Regions from separate parts of the Mus musculus genome. Here region 2 is linked to region 1. The links are chromatin contacts, called in public Hi-C maps. All regions are on one chromosome and are shown on one strand. The core of a region is the stretch at or near the end of the contact, and the rest is flanking DNA. Distances in the headings are between cores, read along the strand shown.

What was found. Hi-C and Micro-C count contacts between places; a contact is called where the count stands out from the background.
Region 2: a Hi-C map of uterus shows a contact between it and region 1, with 3 times the contacts expected there. The contact joins two enhancer-like sites. A contact is called at or near these places in 2 of 484 Hi-C or Micro-C datasets (muscle stem cells and uterus) and 2 of 9 other capture datasets (adipose tissue and pancreatic islet).

The regions. Positions count from the first base shown.
Region 1 is chr12:75,318,630-75,322,362 of GRCm38.p6, forward strand. All of the region lies in intron 1 of Rhoj (ras homolog family member J), which reads left to right. Among named protein-coding and RNA genes, the nearest start is that of Rhoj, 12 kb to the left of the region's middle. Within about 2 kb of position 2,157, at least 33 of the 459 cell types and tissues checked have an H3K27ac peak or open chromatin away from gene starts, as enhancers often do. A contact at or near this core is called in muscle stem cells and uterus, where this site is marked.
Region 2 is chr12:75,424,437-75,428,169 of GRCm38.p6, forward strand. No RefSeq gene overlaps it. Among named protein-coding and RNA genes, the nearest start is that of Gphb5, 9.5 kb to the left of the region's middle. Within about 2 kb of position 1,660, at least 23 of the 459 cell types and tissues checked have an H3K27ac peak or open chromatin away from gene starts, as enhancers often do. A contact at or near this core is called in muscle stem cells and uterus, where this site is marked.

The sequences.
Region 1 (3,733 bases), core at 907-3,406:
AAGATTATTTTTTTTAATATACCTATTCACTGAGGCACACATGGGGCAGAGTGTTCATGTGCAGGTCAGAAGACAACTTTTGGTAGTCAGTTCTTTCCTTCCACCATGAGGACCCCAGGGATCAAATCCAGGCCATCAGACTTGATGGCCTGGGGCAGAGGCATCTTAGAACCCAACAGTCTTTGTAAATTGTAATTGAATCTTTTTTAACTCTATAAGGTCATTAACTTGGTTTCTATAAGTCTCTATTTTTTAAAAAAAATAAGGTTCTCTCTCTCTCTCTCTCTCTCTCTCTCTCTCTCTCTGTGTGTGTGTGTGTGTGTGTGTGTGTGTGTGTGTGTGTGTGTGTGTATGCGCACGAGTGTGCTCGAGCACGTGCACACATGTGTCCAGATTCACATGTGTATGTGCATACATATGTATGTGAAGGGCAAAGGACAAACATCATTGTTACTCCTCAGGCATTGTTCACCTTGTCCACAGTCTCTCTGGGGCTCTACACTCCATTTGTCTTCTCAGGTGGGTGCTGAGGATGGAACTCAGGTTCTTGTGCTTGCTCAGATAGCACTCACCATCTGGACTATCTCCCCAACCTACTGGTTTTCCTTTTCTTGAAATGTCTTGCTGTGTAAGACAGGAGACTCTCAGAAGCTCAAGGACCAGCTAGCCTGCACAGGCAGCAACAAACAGCAAGATAACCCACCTCATAGCAAAATGGAGGGTGAGGACAGATACCCAGGGTTGTCCCCAGGGTCCTACATATCTGTCCACACACCAGCAGCACTCACATGAATACACACAAACAGTGCACACACAGACACACAAGATTTCTGTAAAAAAATAAAATATGGGTCCAAGCCAAAGCTGGTAAACTAAGAGATGGGACTGTGAACATCCATTTCCTCAAGCTTTCCAGGCATAGACAATATCTGTGAAAGTTGTGCTTCAAAATCATTGGAACATTACACGCTCATGGAGTTGAACTCTATGGTCAATGAATGTGTGTGTGTGTGTGTGAGAGAGAGAGAGAGAGAGAGAGAGAGAGAGAGAGAGAGAAAGCCAAAGTTTGGTATCAAATATCTTCTGCAGTTATTCTCTACATTACTTTTTGAGACAGTTTCTCATAGAAACTGAAGTTCATCAGTTGAGCTAGACTGGCTCCAGGGATCTCTGCCTGTATCTAGCCCACCCAAGGCTAAGGTTGCAGACATGTGCCACCATGCCTGTGGGCTCTGGGCATCTGAAATCAAGTCCTCATGCTGTATAGCAGGCATGTCCTAAACCAGCAGCCATGACCCTAATTCCTCATACACAATTTATCTAGTTCAGTAAACCTTTCTTTGCCCTAATGAAGATGCCTAGAAATCAAGTCAGGAGGAACAACTTTATAATCAACCATCAATCAATAAAGCAATTTATGAGTAGATACACACATAATGTCCTGATTTGGGAGTTTATATCAGATTGTGTGAAGTATAAGGGACCTTTAGAGTTTCTCAGGAACAGCTAGAAAACTCCTAAACTGTGACCTCAAAAAAGGAGAACTGTATCCAAGGTTGAGACAGACAGAGACCTTGAAAAATAAAGGTCACAGAAGTGCTGGGAGAGGCCTTTCGCATGGAGGAAGAGAAGGCTCTGAGGCTGGGAGCAGAGACTGGTAGGAGTCAGAACTCAACCAACTTGGGCATAACCATGTACCAGCTGCTGGGAAACCTGGCACTTGGGCACAACCAACAAAGTGCCCAACTATGGATTCTTTTCCCTGAGGCTGCTCCCAATAGACCAAATAAGCTGGAGGACTCTGAGGCCTTGGGGGGGTCACCGAGGGGAGCTAGGGAACATCTCCTCCCATGGGGAGTGCCGGGATCCTGGGATGGTTTGGATGCAGCTCCAGCTTGGAAGGGATTCTTGTTGTTCCCGATCCGTGCGGCCCTGTGATTGTGAAAGGAACAGTAAACACCTGTTTCCCAGCTGCAAACCCTGCTGTTTTGCTTCATGCTTTGACCTAACATTTGGGGGACAATGGGGTGGAAAACCTCCTCCTCTGAGTCCAAAAGTCCTTCAAAGAAAAATCGGCCTGAAAGAGAAAGTGTGTAAATTGTGGGAGGGGCGGGGAGTTCTCTTACTGGAACTCCTGGTCCTTATCAGGACAGCCCAGTTGACAGGCAATCTCGCTGAGGCAATCAACCTAACTTCTAACCGTCGTAATACAAGTCCGTGGTTCAGTCCTCAAAGGATGATCTTACGGCTAGAGAACACCATCCTGGCCCAAGCAGAAGACTCCATGGATGAAACAGACACTTGTGGCCATAGTTCAGTAATGAAGTAATAATTTGGCAATACTGAATAGCAGAGTCTTTCCTGGGGTCAAGCCCTGTGTTGCCTTGGCTGTCTTGGCTGTTATATCTTAGGCAGTAGGTGTCTTTAGTTTGTGGACAAGAAAACTGGAGGCTCAAAGGGAAATCATTCGTCCCACATCATGTGGCTAGGAAATGGCAGAATTAGGATTCGGATCTCTCCGACTGTTACCTCCTCCACAAGGCGCAGCACCCCGATGAGGCTGTATTCCCCTGCATGTTTACTCCTGGGCTTTTTTATATTATTTATTCCCTTATTCTATCACCAGTCTCTCCTTGTAGAAGACAGACCTGCAGGAGGCTGGGTTCTTTCCGCTCTGTTCTTCTGTTCCCAGAGCCTGGGAATGAGCAAGAATCTTAGTGAGAAACGTCTTAACCTAGGCACTGCACTCAATGCACCACCCTGTGTGAACAATCAAGATAATCTTCTATAGTGACTTTATCCTCTCACTCTACACCCTGAGAAGATATACCCTAACTATCATGACCGCAAAAACAATGGCTAAAGAAAAAAAAGTCGTTTTCCAGGGGCAGGACATGAGGGGATGGAAAATGGTTTGTTCCAGTCCAACATCAAACCTGTGAGTTCTGAGTGCTTTAACTAGGCATAAGGTGGCTTTCCTAGCTGTAATCAGGCTTTGTTTTTAATCTCTGTCCTTCCGATACTATATCTGAAAGGGATGGATGGAAAGCGATTTGTTAAAGAATGTGGCGTATAACTTTCCTTTCAAGTCACGAGGCTAATTAAGAAGAAACATAACAAGCAAGTTCTCTCCTTAAGTGCAGCACGGTAGGCCTCCTGAGAACTGTGAGTGACATTTAGAACACGCAGCTCCTCAACTGGTAAGAGTGTAACAGTTTTCAGCCGGTGTGCTTGCAAGGTGTGCGATGCAGCCCCGCATCTACTCAAATCACAGGGCAATCTGCTCTTGTCAAAGCAAGAGTTATGACAGGGAAAGGAGGCTGCTCTCTCTCCTCAAGACTCCCTCCCTCTGCTTATATTGGATTAGCTCACGTTAAGAATCCTAAATGCTTCTTCGCCCAAACAAAATGAATTCCATGTGATATTTGCAACAGTTCTAATTGGGAAATAAGAGGCTTAAGAAGTTACCAGAGTGAACGTGTTTTACTGTTCTAAAGAGAGCGAGAGTGAGTGCTCGCTTGCTGAGTGTCCCTGCTGGGGCTCTGCTTCAGGATCCCTGCACCATTATTCTACTTGTCTGTCCCTTCAGAGAGCCCACATCAGGCTCCTTCTTCTTTTTGATAAGCTACATCAGAGTTCTATCCTCTCCCTGGAGGTCAGTGATGATTGAGAAACCAGTTTGCTCCAGTCCCCTTCATATCTGACCTATTCTTTCCCCCTTTTGGATGAGAAG
Region 2 (3,733 bases), core at 410-2,909, 110 kb after region 1:
ACTTTGCTAGGACAAGCCAAGCCTTTCTCAGAACCATCTGAAAGAAGTATCTGTCGGCTGCCACAGATTTATTTTGAATTAAGGGGCACGTCATTTAGGGACTGAATTGTTTTTATTTCCGCCTGACTCCGCCACTTCTGGATATCGTGGTTCTGCAGGGCATAGCAGGCACATGTCTAACCAAGAGGAAAAAAGATGAGTTTCATGAGTCACAAAGAAGCTTTCTTTATTGCAAGTGCATCCTGTATTCTCCTTGGAACGGGTCCACAAGGCTTCTGGGTCCTCAAGCCAGAAGGGTAATTCCACAAGGAGTCTCACAGACAATGGCAAGATTGTTGTTAGCTACGCTTGGATGCAATAGAACTCTACTTGGTAGATATCGACTGTATGCAGAAAGGACTCCTGCTCTTGGCCCCATAGTCTTCAAGGATGTGACTATGTGTGAAGAAGGGAAGAGGAGAGCCTGACTTCTCTGCACAGCACTCATTATACCACTTCACAGGTGCGAAGCAAGAGCCTACTATGTGCCAGTCACTTTCTCCCTTCCTCAACTCACATGTATGAATCAAGCACCTATTGTATGACAGGTTCTTCCCACTTCCTCAATTCACAGGTATGAATCAAGCACCTACTATGTGTCAGGAACTTTCTCCCTTTCTCTTTCCTTCTCTTCCTTCCATGTTTTGTTGAGCGCCCCCTAAGTGTTATAGTTACAGTAACCACATACAGTGTAGTTGTGAATAAAGCTGGGAACCTGATGATGTGCAGTCGTTCCTTGGGATTGAAACACTCCCTTCTGGAGGGACCAAGGAGGTTGCCAGATTCATGAAACTCATGAGAAACTTTATAGACTCAGGAAACACACAAAGCTTACAAGACTCTCAAGTCCCCTTCCCAGGTTAGTTAGTCTGGGAAATGTAAGAAATGCACAGGGAATGGCTGGATTACAGTTATTAAGCAGTTGTAGAGACAAGTCTTTGTTTAAATAAAGTTTTCAAGAAAACGCATTGAGCATGACTCATAATTTACCCTTATAGATTCCGTACCAAAAAGGAAAAAAAAAAAACCATTCTAAGAACTGGAATTGCCACATGGAATTAAAATCCGACTGGACAGACTGCGGGATAGCATCTTAGTTTTGCACCGTCCACACACTGACCCGCCGTGTGTACCTGTGGAAGAGGACCTGTCACTCCAGATTCCTCTCATTTGTTTATTAGAGGTGTTTTTATGAATGAATTTAGATCTTTCCAGATTTGAGATCCAGTGATATTTCCCTCCTCTTTTCCTTTTCTCGCTTTCAGCTGCACTCTGGACCTTTTTCATATTAATTTGTTGGAATAGTTTTATATTAAGAATCTAGTCATCTGGATACTACTATATAAGCCAACCCTCTCTAGCCTCTGTGGACACCCCCGCATGTGTTCTATGTGTGCATACACACACATAGCCTCATACAATACATATAAATAAAAGCACAACGTTTTTTAAAAAGACAAACATAAAATGCCGCGGGAGGTGACAGAGGAAAAGGGTCGCTTCACCCCAGGCAAAGACTATGTGTAATCAGGGTCTTTTTCCTGTTCATTGCTATATCCCCAGGGATTGCAGCACTGTCTGGGTGACTAATTAATTACTGAAACCATCTGTTGAATGAGTCACTAAAGACACAGCAGAGAGCATGATGAGGCTCTGGTTCCTCACAGCTTGGAACAGTGCTAGGGTAGAATCCTAGAGGTCGGGGCAGCAGGCAGGATGGGGCTGGGTGCTGCAGGAGACCCTATGGAGCACAGTGAGGGGACGGACTGGACCATCAGGAATAGGTGACTCCACCGCCAGCTTCAGCTGATAGATACCATTCAGGCTGCACCCCATGAAGCTGAGACATTGACAAAGAAGTGCATGGACATGTTGGGGTTCCTGGTAACCACACTATAGAGGTGAAATGAGAAGAAGAGAGTAATTCCAGTAACTGACCTAGTTGCCAAAGTACCAGAAATAGAATAGAATTTATGCTAGTGTGTTAATATGTAATCGTTGATGAATGCTGGTGTTCTGGTAGGTTGTGGGGTTTTGTTTGTTTGTTTGTTTTGTTTTGTTTTCATGCTAAGGTCTGAGACCCTATAATTCATAGAACACCACATTCAAACTCACCATAGCTCAAGGGCTCAGAGCAACATGGGGGGCAATCATGGTTGGGTGGTGTCCAGAGAGTTTAGTTCTGTCTAAATCCTCTTGCTGTGTCTTACTTACTGAAGTTCAAAGATGTTAACGGAATTAGCCATGATGACTTGAAACTAGGAAGGAGACTTTTTGAGAAAAACAGTGTCAGCAGAGGAGCGGGTGAGGAGTTAGTGGGGGTGAAAACAACTAAAATTCACTACACCCATAAAACTGTCAAAGAACTTTATTTAATAAAAAAAAAAAAACTGTAAAAGACAAAAAGCCAAGTTCTCAGCAGCTGAGCCTAGGTCAATAGCACACAAATGTCTCTAAGTTTAAGGTAGCAAGGAGCCCATGGGAAAGAATTTTTTTTAAGAGTTTATCAAAATGCTTATTTATCCAGAACCAAGATTTCTCATCTACTGAGCCTAATGGCTTATCTGAGAGGCTTGGGTTCTGGAATGTGCCCTTGTGGCTGACTGAATCAGTGCTGAAGAAATTGCGTCAAACTGAATCAAAGAGAGAAATGCCTCCCAAGTCGAGATAGCTTTGACGTTCAGTGAACGATGAAGCCAGAAGAATAATCAACTCCAGAGAAGAGAAACTAATAAAAATCAAAAACATCGGGAGAATCTCATCACAAAGCATTCAAGTGGAAAAAACTCAGCACCCCAGGCAGGACAGGCAGAGGCTGACGTGTAGGAAAATACAATAAAAGGTCACGAAACCATGAGAGCTGGGAGCAGTCACCAGCAGGATGTGTACGGCTAAGACCTTCCCTGTCTGTGCCTATGGCTTCCTGGTTCTAGAGTCAGTGTCCCTTGGGATCAGTGCTACCCAACGCTACCCACCCAAGCCCTGTAATACTGCCCAGAGACTGGAGATGTAGACTCAAGAACAGGGCAGAGCAAAGGCCTTTGATTTAAGCTTACAAGGCGGAGTGGAGGACAGCAGAGGGTCAGAGTGAGCAGCACAGAGCCAGCCTGAGGAGTGAGCATGAACCTGTCCGTTCCAGACATTACCTCCCTGCCTGCTTCTCCTTACTCGGGTGTCCGGCACCATTGTCTCCTGAAGACATCACCCCCTGCCCCCAAAGCTCATTATCTTTCTTTCCAGACCTATCCCACCTGTTTAATCTTGCACTTCCCACCTCTGTAAATAACATCACTGAAGATTCATTGAAGACAGCTACCTGTGGCATAGTCCTACACACGTACGTGTGCATGTGCACATGCGTACACAGAAACACACACAACTTAGACTGCCTTCTTCAGCATCCTTGATGACCTTTCTACTGGTACCTGATCCCTCCTTCTTGGTTCACTGTGGCTAGAAAGACTTTTTCTCAGTCTCATCCTGACTTGTGTGCTCTCGTTGAAACTTTTCACTTTTCCTCATAACTCAGCATAAACCACAACCCATCTAACAGGGGTCCTCTCCTGCCCCTCCCAAAGCTCACCTCTTCCTCCTCTGGCTGCGACACTGACCCTTCCCTTGCCTTAGCTGCTGCTGCTCCACCTCTGGGCAGTGGCTTGGTTGATGCTCTCGTCCTTCAGCCTTCCCTAGACCT